Regions from separate parts of the Sus scrofa genome. Here all the other regions are linked to region 2. Evidence: chromatin contacts called from public HiChIP or PLAC-seq and promoter capture Hi-C data. All regions are on one chromosome and are shown on one strand. Each heading gives the region's core, a stretch centred on a gene start, on an enhancer-like site or on the middle of the called end of the contact. The rest is flanking DNA. Distances are from core to core; before and after follow the strand shown.

Evidence for each region. Promoter capture Hi-C pulls out the DNA fragments that hold promoters and counts their contacts. HiChIP or PLAC-seq counts read pairs in DNA pulled down with a chosen protein or histone mark.
Region 1: a contact with region 2 is called in a promoter capture Hi-C map of liver, with 10 times the contacts expected there. The contact joins the promoter of THG1L here to the promoter of RNF145 in region 2. A contact is called at or near these places in 2 of 5 promoter capture datasets (fetal liver and liver) and 1 of 2 datasets of contacts at active chromatin or transcription factors (skeletal muscle).
Region 3: an H3K27ac HiChIP or PLAC-seq map of alveolar macrophages shows a contact between it and region 2. The contact joins the promoter of CLINT1 here to the promoter of RNF145 in region 2. A contact is called at or near these places in 1 of 5 promoter capture datasets (liver) and 2 of 2 datasets of contacts at active chromatin or transcription factors (alveolar macrophages and skeletal muscle).

What each region holds. Positions count from the first base shown.
Region 1 is chr16:65,608,406-65,612,128 of Sscrofa11.1, reverse strand. It overlaps THG1L (probable tRNA(His) guanylyltransferase), which reads left to right and starts at 1,510. Exons shown (of 6, transcript XM_003134104.4): 1 at 1,510-1,743; 2 at 2,541-2,717; 3 at 3,601-3,723. The coding sequence starts at 1,553.
Region 2 is chr16:64,250,190-64,253,811 of Sscrofa11.1, reverse strand. It overlaps RNF145 (RING finger protein 145), which reads right to left and starts at 2,040. Exons shown (of 11, transcript XM_021077056.1): 1 at 1,927-2,040. LOC102162058 reads right to left here and starts at 2,899. Exons shown (of 4, transcript XM_021076824.1): 1 at 2,862-2,899; 2 at 2,326-2,726; 3 at 494-523; 4 at 1-308. The coding sequence starts at 2,899. The coding sequence ends at 262.
Region 3 is chr16:65,496,183-65,500,095 of Sscrofa11.1, reverse strand. CLINT1 (clathrin interactor 1) reads right to left here and starts at 2,613. Exons shown (of 12, transcript XM_021076894.1): 1 at 2,379-2,613. The coding sequence starts at 2,419. LOC110257284 (a long non-coding RNA gene) reads left to right here and starts at 2,627. Exons shown (of 5, transcript XR_002339697.1): 1 at 2,627-2,720.

The DNA of each region.
Region 1 (3,723 bases), core at 261-2,760, 1.4 Mb before region 2:
TATAAGAATGAAGGAAGTTGTGTCAGGATGTCGTCATCTCATCTATAGTCATTGATAAGCACTCAGTAGCTCAGGTGCTGAGGGGCCCCACTGGGAGCTTATCAAAAAAACCTAAGAAGCAGCTATGGTGAGGAGACTTAGACTGTAAGTACCCAGAGTTTTTGAGGACTATAGGACGGTTTTGGTCTGGGCAAGTTGTCTCTTTGTTGACCTAAACAGCTCTCTGAAGACCCTTGGGGCATTAGCTCCTGCTTGGATAAAGGTGATCCTTTTATAGGCAGTGGCATAAGCTGTGCAGGGATACTGCAAAGATCATCTTGCCCCTCAATTCTGGGCCTCATTCCCTAGTAACATGCTCCAGTAAGAGGGGACTTGTCACTTTCATTTAGCTGGGAGCCACACATGAGCCCATGGTTGGCTAGGTCTACTCTCCTGAGAAAGAATTTCATAGGAAAGATATATTTCAACTGAATTTGGACTTTATTTCTCTTATCTCCCCTTGCCTGGAACAGTGGTGTAATCAATCTATAATTTGGAGTATGTTATTTCTTTGTAGGTTATTAAGAGGCATGTCCTGTTTGCTATTGGCTTGTAGAAATATAATTCCCACAGTAAACTTGTAGTAAATAAAATACTGGCAAAGACAGTCTCAGTCTCTAAGCATAATTTGCCCTGAAACAAAATACATCTCTATCTCTATATTTCTTTCTGGATGAATGTATAAGATGAGAAACTAGTGACAGTAATTGCTTAATTAGGAGTCAGTGAGAGATTTACTTTTCAACATATATCCTTTTACATTATTTGAATGATATTTTCCTGAGGCAAAAAAAAAAAAAAAAATGTAAGTAGGTAATGTTTTCAAAAAGTACAAATGTTAAAGTCTTATTGTCACTAGTATTTACCAGCAACAAGAAATCAAACATCGGGTCTTTGTGAAAAAGTTGAATGAGTTAATTTGGGACTACCTATGTCGGAATTGAGACGTTTTGTTTTGGTTTTTTTTTTTTTTTTTTTTTTTTTAAGCCATACTTTGGAATATTTAATGACGTTGGAAAATGCTCAAGGTGAATAGAATAAATATAAAAATTGTGTAGGCTTCTGATTCCAATTTTGTATGTTCCCTGTGTGAAAACACATATACAAAAAAAGGACTGGAAGGACCCATCCACAATGCTTTAACAGGGAGAGGGGACACATGGTGTTGATTTTCGTAACTGTGTTTTTTGATATATTCCACATTTTCTACAACAAATTAATAAATGACATTTAGAAAGAAAAAAATCACAACTAAACCTTCAGACTTGGCTAGAAATGAATTTTTTAACACTTTATGAGAATGATTTGTTGCAGGACCGGGAAGAGATAGGTGAGCAACCACGCGCGTAGTACTAAAGGGAAGAAAAGAATCCTCCTTCCCAGCCAGGAAATCGGTTAAGAACTACAAGGAGAGGCGAGAGGAGGGCTGGCCTCCACTGTAGCTAGAGCGGCCACGAAAAGTCACAGGAACTTCCGGGGCGGGGCTCTCGGATCCTTTCCCTTCCGTGGGGAAATGTGGGCAGCTAGCAACGTTAAGGTTGGCGATTGCTTGGCTGCCGCTTCCGTCACTCTGAGACGGTACTTGAAATTGGGGGCGATCATGGCAAAGAGCAAGTTCGAGTATGTGCGAGATTTCGAGGCTGACGACACATGCCTGGCCCACTGCTGGGTGGTGGTGCGGCTGGACGGCAGGAATTTCCATCGGTAAGCGAGTTCGGCTCGGAGCTGCATGGTTCGCCAGCGCTTCCGGGGAGTCCAACACCTCTGTCTCAGCCCCAGCTCATGGTTACCAGAGTAACGCAGCAGCCAATGAGCGCATGGCATTGAGCATCAACCTACGTGCCTGTTGCAATTTGCTTGAACGTGAGGGGATCGTTGTAGTTAAATGAGACAGGGTACTCCACTTGTGAGGAGCTGGGCTGGCGTAACCGTTAGCACGGCCCTAGTGGGAAGAGGCACCCTCGGGTGCATTATTTCAGCTCTTCAGCCTTTGCCGAGCTATCTTGTTGGCTAGGTATCTGCGGCCTGACTCTTCAGCGGCCTGTTGAGGCTTTGCTGTGGGCAACACTGTATGTTCTTATTTCATTAAAAGTCATGGACTGGCCTCAAAATGGAACTTTCTCAGGAAAAAAGAAGTGTAACAGGTGGGAATGTAAGTCTTAAGAAGTGCTCCTTTAAGATTTATTGAGTACTTCCAAGGACCCAGGCATAGTTATATTAATCTCCGTCTAATCTTAAGGACAAGTCTATGAAGTAACTTTATCCCCATTTCACAGAAAAGGAAAGAGAGGCTTAGTATTTATATCCTTTTTTCTCAGTTGGTCAGAGTAAGAAAAAACTAGAGTTCTTAACGAAATGGATCAGTGTGTGGCTAGTGAAATGTTTGGTTTTACCGCACTAGTACAGTATCTTCCTCTTTGAACGGCCTTTTTGATACGTGGTGTTAATGACAAGCTCTCTTCGACCCATACCCTTTTCCCTGTTCTCTCTACCCTATGAAGGTTTGCAGAGAAGCACCACTTTGCAAAACCTAACGACAGCCGTGCTCTCCACTTAATGACCAAATGTGCCCAGACAGTAATGGAAGAACTAGAGGATATTGTGATTGCATATGGACAGAGTGATGAGTACAGCTTTGTGTTCAAGCGGAAGAGCAATTGGTTTAAAAGAAGAGCCAGGTAATTCTGTGGCCTAGCTCCTTCAGAATATTTCCTCCCAGCACTGGTTTCTGTTTATTATAATCACAGACTTAGAGATGGCAGCTTAGACTGTTGTACTTCACCTATAGCTGGACATCTGTATACCTCTGTATCTGATTCTTTTCTCTCCGTTCCCCATCACCTTAGCTTCTAGACTGATCTGGCATTGAACATTAAGACCAGAAACAGACTAAACTTTTAATTATGGAGTAGAAAACAGACAAGTCTGATATTTGATTTGGCAGTATGTTGAAACTCTCACAGGAAATAGATCATATAATGAATTGGTAGGTTTTTAAAACAATGATCCCCTTCCTTCTAAGACTTAAAAAAATCCTCTTGAACCATAAATTAACATTATTGCCTATGGAGAAAAATTTGGTATTAGTAAGTTACTTATAGGACTAGAAGGAGAGGCAGGCTGCATTTTTTTAAATCATTCTCTCTTTTTAAATTTTTTTATTAAAGTATAGTTGATTTACAGTGCTGTGCCAATTTCTGCTGTAGAACAAAGTGAGCCAGTCATACGTATATTCTTTTTCTCATATTATCTTTCATCGTGTTCTATTTCAAGAGATTGGATATAGTTCCCTATGCTGTACAGTAGGACCTCATTGCTTATCCATTCTAAATGTAATAGTTTACATCTACTAACCCCAAACTCCCAGTCCACCCCACTCCCATCCCTGCATTTCAGATATATAAATGATAAAATAGTTTTTCATGGCCCAACCTATCTTATCTCTCAGCTTGTTGGTCAGTTTGTGTTATCTCTCTGTTACACCCACAGACCCTGTAATGGTGTTGAATTAATGTCATGTATTTTCTCTTTTCTTGTTCCACCCAATGTGCCTTTTGCAAGTAAGTTCATGACTCATGTGGTCTCCCAGTTCGCCTCCAGCTTTGTGTTTTATTGGCGGAGTTACTTTGAAGACCAGCCTCTTCTGTATCCCCCAGGCTTTGATGGAAGAGTCGTGGTGTATCC
Region 2 (3,622 bases), core at 791-3,290:
AATAACGGATAAAAAGGCTCAACAAAAGCTAACCAAAAACAGGATCACACCATTTAATTAAATGACTTTCCCAGGCTTGGAAGCAGCAAATTGCTACTTACGGACACAAGAATGTCCTGTACAAGTATAACACAATTCACCATTCATGTTTCTGGGTTAGCAAACACAGGGGGGGCCTCATTCTACACTTTCCTGAAAACACTACATTTTGGTTTTGAATATAAAGATATCAAACAAATCATCCTGAACAATATGAAAAATTTAAGTTTTTAAAGTCATAGCTCTTCCTCTTCTCATCTGCTGAAGAACTGTCAAATAAGAAACAGAAAAGGAAAATGTTACCTTACCAAAAAATGAAGAGAATTCACATCTCCAATATACAACAAAAATAAGAATGCCATAGAGCCCAATTTAAAATTATTCCAGTACAATATTTAGAAAGTATTTGACACCTTTTTACCTCCCCACAAGAAAAACAAAAACTATCATTTACCATCAATTGCATCCCTCTGTCCAATCCAATCTGGGAAAAGAAAAAAACTACCATCAGCTAAAGCCAATCTTAAGAAAGACAGATTTTCTGATTGTCCATATGTTAGGATGGTAAGCCCTGAAAATGTTACTGGGCAGAGGTAAAGCCTAAAATCATAAGCAAACTCATCCAAAAATTGAGATACCCGGGAGAAGAACACACTTCTTACATAAGCATCGGAACACGTTTTAAATATAGCTGGTGCTCCCCCACTCCCACTCATTGCTAGCTAACTTTGTAAGTACCTGATTTCCACAAAAACTACTAGCAATTCGGTGGTTGCTGGTTATCCCCAAATCAGCAAAGATAGGGAGTCCACTCTGAATACAAGGGCCATGTTTAGACTTAAGCAGCCAGACAGAGGAAATAAAAACTGCTATCTCTGCCATTGGGCGTTCAGCCTGGGTCACCACTGCAGCATAGACAGCTCATCTTTTGGGCAGGATTCAAGATTCACTAGAACTGCACAGTCCGTATTTTTAAAAATTTGGAGGAAAAAAAATGCCTCTCCTCTGCTTTCAAACTAGTTTCCTGTTTACTGCACACTGCAATGCAAAGCCATCCATTAATCTTTGATGCCTTCCCACAGCAAAGCCCCCTTCCTCTCTCCCAGAACCTCCTCCCCCGCCCCCCCCCCCGACGCCTGCTGATCTCAGTTGCGTTTGAACTATAGTAACCCCAACCCAGCTCGCTGCAAAGCAGGCAACGCAGCAGCAGCCGGGCCGCTGCCGCCGCGGGGCTAGGGGATTACGTTCACAAAAACTCTGCCAGGAGAGAGGCCCGTGCCAGGGAGCTCCCCTTCTGTCTGGCCAAGGGTGCTGGCTCCGCCATGCCACGCACCAAAAAGCTTCTGAAGAAAGAGGCGGGCAAAGTTCTTCATCCATGAACAGAAAGGAGACTCATTCATGAAGGGAGCGGCAAGGATCTCAGGGTTCTCGGTTGGGAAAAAGCAAGAGTAGAGGGGGATGCAGAAGGGAAGGAAGGCAAACGAGACACGAAGCGATGGTGAAAAAAAGGAAGGGGTGAGAGAGCTCTTACTGTAAAAAAAAAAAAGAAAGAAAAAGGACTGACAGATGGGATGCACAGTAAATGGGTCCCCATTCGACGAATGAGTTGGCAGGCCTTTCCGCACCCCTAAACAACCTCAAACCCAAGGAAAGGGCGGAAGCTGAGTTTGGGGCTCCGTAAACCAAAAAAGAGTAGGGAAAAAGGAAAGAGGGGGGAAGCTTGGAAGCAAAGTGGACAAAGACGCAAAAGAGGAAAAGTTCGAAGTTGGGACTGGAGGAAAAGAGCTGGAAAGGGGCAAAGAAAGGGGACGCTCAGGAAGGGGTTTAGAAAAGGCCCCGAAATGGGGTACTGGGGAGGCGAAGGAGGAGCGCGCTAAGTGAGGGCACCTTAGGAATGCCGGAGGAGATGAGGGATCGCTCCAGGAAGGTGGAGGAGTGGAGAGGCGGCGGACAAGGCCCGAGAGCTGGGAAGGGGGCTGAGCCCGCCCCGGGAGAGGAGGGCAGAGTCGGAGAGAGCCGAAGCGGGTGGGGGGGGGGGGGCGCAGGAGGACCGCGGGCGGGGCTGGCGGTTGGGAGGGAGGGGGCGCTGCGGGTTAAGAGGGGCTGTGGACGCCGCCGCCGCCGCCGCTGGGAAAAGAGGAGGGGGCAAGGGGGGAAGGGGCAAAGGGGAAGAAGAGGACAGAACGGGCCACGGCATGGGGGAAGGGAGAGGGGAACAGAAGATGTGGGATGCCGACAGGGGCGCGGGGATGGGAAGGGGCGGGCCGGCGCGGACGGCTCAGTCACCTCGGGCTGCGGCCTCCCTCCCTGCGGGGCAGCACCGCGGCGAACGGACGGGCTCCGCAATTCCCCGGCTCTCTCGCCGACCCTCCCGTTCTCCTCGGGCGGCAGCGGCGGGGACCGGGACGGCGCGGCTCACAGCGGCGGCTCCTCCACGCCGGGCCTTAGATGCTGCGTTTTGGGAGGCGGCGGCAGCGGCGGCGGCAGCGACCCGACCCGTGTGGTCACCATCGTCCGCGGCGGCAGGCGCTCGCGGGCCGAGCTCCTCAGCAGCCGGCGGCGGCCATGGCCTCCTTGGTTCACTCCTCCCGCCCCCGGCGCTCTGCGGCGGCCGTGGCCCGGCTGCCGCGCTGTGCGCCTGCGCGCGCCCCTGCCAGGGCGGCGCGCCCCTCCCCCGTCCTGCACGGCTGCGCACGCGTGCTCCCGCGCTCACTCACAATCGCGCTGGAGGGGTGGTTCCCGGGCCGCCTCCGGTACGTAGGCGGGCGACACAAGCCTCCCGAAGCCGCACAGCCGGTCTGGGCCGCTATGGAGACGCGTACCACGCGGACACCAGCACGCGCACTGTGACACGCGCCATTCTGACACACGTGCCCTCTCACACTCCCCAAACACCGGGAGTCACACGCGTTCACACCCACACTTACCTGCAGGGACCACGTGGGAGAATTGGAGGAGCTGATCCTCACCGAAGGCAACCGCAGTAGCAATGATGCCAGAGTTTTATTTAACTCCTATACTGACTGGTCTAGACTGTCAACTCCTTGGCCTCAGGGACCACTTCTGTGATGGCTCGGCCAGCCGTGCGTAGCACAGAATAGGCGCTCCATAAGCTTCTGTTGAATAAGTGAGTGGATATATAAAGAAATGACTGAGAACTGTTCACTGAGTATTTTCAATTTAAAAATTCCAACCCCTGGTTTAAAGAATCTGTACAAAAAATGTTTACTGTAGCATGAAATTAAACGGTATGTGTTTGTCTTATCTTTCAGTCCAAGGTTCAAAACAGGTTATTGTACACACCCCCTTCCCAAGGTAAGGAAATCATTTGTTCTGCCTAAGTCACTACCACTGATCAGCATTTCTACCTTAATTTAAATGTCAGCACACCTTGTTCCCCCATTTAACCACAGTACAAACCCTGAAACACATTGGGTTCAGAATGAATCAAGGATTTTGCCAGTTTTCTGGGCTTTGGCAGGCCTCCTTATCCCCAGATTTTCTACTTCCCAGCCTCACCACCACTCTCCACAAATTCCCTTGTCCCAGCCCCTTCCAAAAAAAAAAAAAAAACCTCTACACT
Region 3 (3,913 bases), core at 1,364-3,863, 1.2 Mb before region 2:
CTGCTTCCACCTCCATTACGGTAATTTAAGGTGAACTGTCTAACTGGACATAGTGCTACAGTTACTGGTTCTGTAAAAGGCTTACATTTGGGAAGAAGAATTTGTTTTCTCTTGCCAGGGAAAGATGAAAATTAAATTTTGAGTATGTCTCAGTAAAATAACCTCACGTTCTAATCCTAATATCATGTGTCAGACACCCACGAAAGCTTTAAAAAGTCCTTGGTGGCAACATTCTTACATGTTATTGAATAACTTGGTTCAGGTCTCCATTCTAAATTGGGTAGTAAAATGGAAGACAAGTTATTTTTCACAACGGGCTCTCCCCTTAGATGACTTGGTGACTACTTACATGACAAATTTAATTTGAAGATTAGTAACAAAGGTGATACAGACACTATGAAATGAACAAGAGCAAGAATATTGCCTTGATTTGTCTCTTGAAAATGTAGTCTCTTCAAATTTTTAAGTACCAGAAATTTAGTCTCCTAAGATAACAAGGTTTTTTTAAATTGTTTTTCTGCTTCTGTCCTCGGGCTAAGATATAAAGAGGTAGTTCTGCAGAGACTTTTGCACTTTTAAAGATTATTTTAGCTGGTATCCCAGTCTTTCTACCGTATATTAAAAAATAACCAACGAACTTGCATCTGGAAAAGAACTATGATTTTATTTTATCTTTGGAAAGCAAAAGGTATATAAATAACAAAACATCCAAAATAAAGGATTGAGAGCTTAATGATCAAATGAACAGTTTATAAAGGAAAATCAGCAAATCACTTTTCAAACGTGGAGTTTCTCTCTTAACGAAGTTTAGCCTTACTCTTGATGCAGAACACTGACTATGATTATCAAAAGCATACAGATCTAAACATATTGTATTAAGGGCTTTATATGCTATCTAAGCCCTTAGCCCTGAATTCTCATTAACATTCTAAGGTAAGTGTCTATCATTATTTTCATAATGTACCTGAGAAAACTGGGGCACTTAAAGATGAATTAATCTGTCAAGGTTACAGAGCTTGAATCCAGCTCTGCAGGTTCAAAAACCTGTACTCCTTAGGCACTCTACTACCTTCTTGGTAGCATAGAAAATCTGAAAATATAGTCAAATTCTAAATCCTATCTGATGCACTATCCAAACCACTGTGAATTTTTTTTTAAAGTTGAAGTATAGTTGATTTAAAATATTACTTTTAGGTGTACAACACAATCATTTGACATTTTTCTATTATACTCCTTTGAAAGTTATTATAAAATACTGACTACATTCCCTATGCTGTACATTACATTCCTGGATCTAATTTATTTTATACCTAGTAGTTTATACCTCTTAATGAATTATTTTCTTCTGGTGTCACGAAAGCCTCAAGAATTTGCCATCTACACTTTCTGATTTTAGGTTGGGTGAGCAGCACAAATGAACTGTTTTTGTCACCACACTTATTGCATCATCACTAAAACCCAAAAGGAAGGGGACTGGTTAAATTCCTAAACTTTATTTCCTGCTGGCCTAGAAGATCTTACTTAACCCCTGTTACATCACTGTAATATATTCACTTTAAGTGTTAAGGTTTCCCTAGTGGTAGTAAGACACTAAAGTTATCACTTAAGTTTTAAAGAAAAAAATCAACTATGTATTAGTCATTTTACCTGTCAGGGGAGTTAAAAGTGGATCAACAGGATATAAACCTGGGTTGCTTTCTTCTTGAGGGGAAATGAAGTGTAGGGGAAAAGGATCAGAAAGAAAGAATCACAGTAAGTTATGTGGTGATCTACTCTCACTCGTATTAGACAAGCAAAGGATGAGTCGCCTCTTGAGTAACTTCAGTCTGACCACAACGGCCACTTGTTACACCTACCACCCACTCCAACACACCAGGTTCATTAAGGATTAAAAGAAACCCAGCAAGGTAAAGGACACATCGTGACCAAACCTAAGGTCTCCGCACCACAATGAGGGGCGCAGAGAACCCGTGAACTAGGTCCCCTAACCCCAAGCGTTCGCTGCTGCCCAAGAAGCAAAGCCCAAAGCCCGCAGCCAAGAGAGCTCTCCGGCCAGGGCAGCGACCCAGCTCAAGACAACCCTGCTCACCCCCCTGACTAAAGCGTTTATAGCTGGAAGGGTGAGGGTAGGGACAGGGTGAGGAACGCCTGGGCAGGAGAGAATGCGGCTAAGAGGATGTTTCCAAAGAGGAAGGGTCCCTTCCCAGACTCGCGGACTGGGACGCGGCCCGGGGCCGGGGAGACAACCGGTCGCCGCCATGATGGGGCCAACCAGCCGGGGGGCGTGACGCTGGCGGCCCCGCGCGCAGGGCCGGCTCCTTCCCACCCACCCCCTTCTCCCGCGTGGGCCTGGGCCACAACTGCCCCCCGATACTCACGCTTTGTCCACCAGCTCCCGCACTTTCCACATGTTCAACATCGTGCCCCGAGCGGGCCGGGCCGCTACCCCCTCTCCTGCTCCCCACGGACCCCGGAACACTTCCGCGTCGGGGCTGATCCAGGCCTGGGTCGCTGCCGCCGCCCGCCGCCTCAAACTCCCCCAGTCAGCTCCTTCTCTTGCCACAGCCGCGGCGCCGCCAGTGACACGTCGAGACGCGGGGGCAGAGGCGCTGCGTGGAGCGGAAGTGCCTGCCTTTCCGCCGGCTGCGCGCAGGGCACGCTGGGACTTGTAGTTCTCTCTGCGCGCCAAGCGGGACAGTTAAACAGGGAGAGTTGGAGAGGTAAGGTTAGTGTGCTTCCTCTTAAGCTCTCGGGGTTCTCCGTGCCCCTCCCGAGCCCCCTGAGCCACAGAATCTCAAACTCTGGGGGTGGGGCTCGGCACTCTGTACTTTAACAAATCCTCCATGCTCACGTTTCAGAACCAGGGGTGTAGAATCTTGCCACACTCAAACTTGCTTTTCAAACATAAGGTATTATTATGTTAATAATGATTATAAGGAAGTGTGATTGGCCTATGTATTACTCATTTGCAGAAGCTACTCTGTATTTGGTTCCAAATGTCTAAATATACTTCCTTCTCTGGGCTTTAATTTCCATCCTTGTAAATTGAATAGGTTGTGTTTCAAAACTTTTTCCATCCTTGTAAATTGAATAGGTTGTGTTTCAAAACTTTTTCCACTCTTTGACACAGTGCTTTGATATTTAGGCAACTACCTGCTATCCTTGTTACTTTATTATAAAGCTCGGAAACTCAGTTCACATTCCATGGGAAATTGTAGAAAAACAGCAGCACAATACTTATGACAGGCCCAAGAACTTGTCAGGTGAATATTCTTACCACATTCAGTGTTTTATTGCAATAGTTGTCACTTCATTTTTCTCTTGACTCTTTTTTTTTTTTTTTTTGTCTTTTGTTGTTGTTGTTATTGTTGTTGTTGTTGCTATTTCTTGGGCCACTCCCGCGGCATATGGAGGTTCCCAGGCTAGGGGTTGAATCGGAGCTGTAGCCACCCGCCTACGCCAGAGCCACAGCAACGCAGGATCCGAGCCGCGTCTGCAACCTACACCACAGCTCACGGCAACGCCGGATCGTTAACCCACTGAGCAAGGGCAGGGACTGAACCCGCAACCTCATGGTTCCTATTCGGATTCGTTAACCACTGCGCCACGACGGGAACTCCTCTTGACTCATTTTTGAGTTGGGCAACTTTGAAGTTCCTGTGGTCCAACTAATTAAACTTTACAGTTCTTTTCATTGTACATTTTTTTCTTTTTACGGCCAAAACTGTGGCATGTGAAAGTTCCCAGGCTAAGGGTCCCCTCGTAGCTGCAGCTGCTGGCCTGCGCCACAGGCACATTATCAGCGGGTCTGAGTCTCATCTGCGACCTAAGCTGCAGCTTGTGGCAACACTGGATTCTTAACCCACTGAGAGAGGCCAGGGGTCTAACCCACATCCTTGTGGGCATTGTGTTG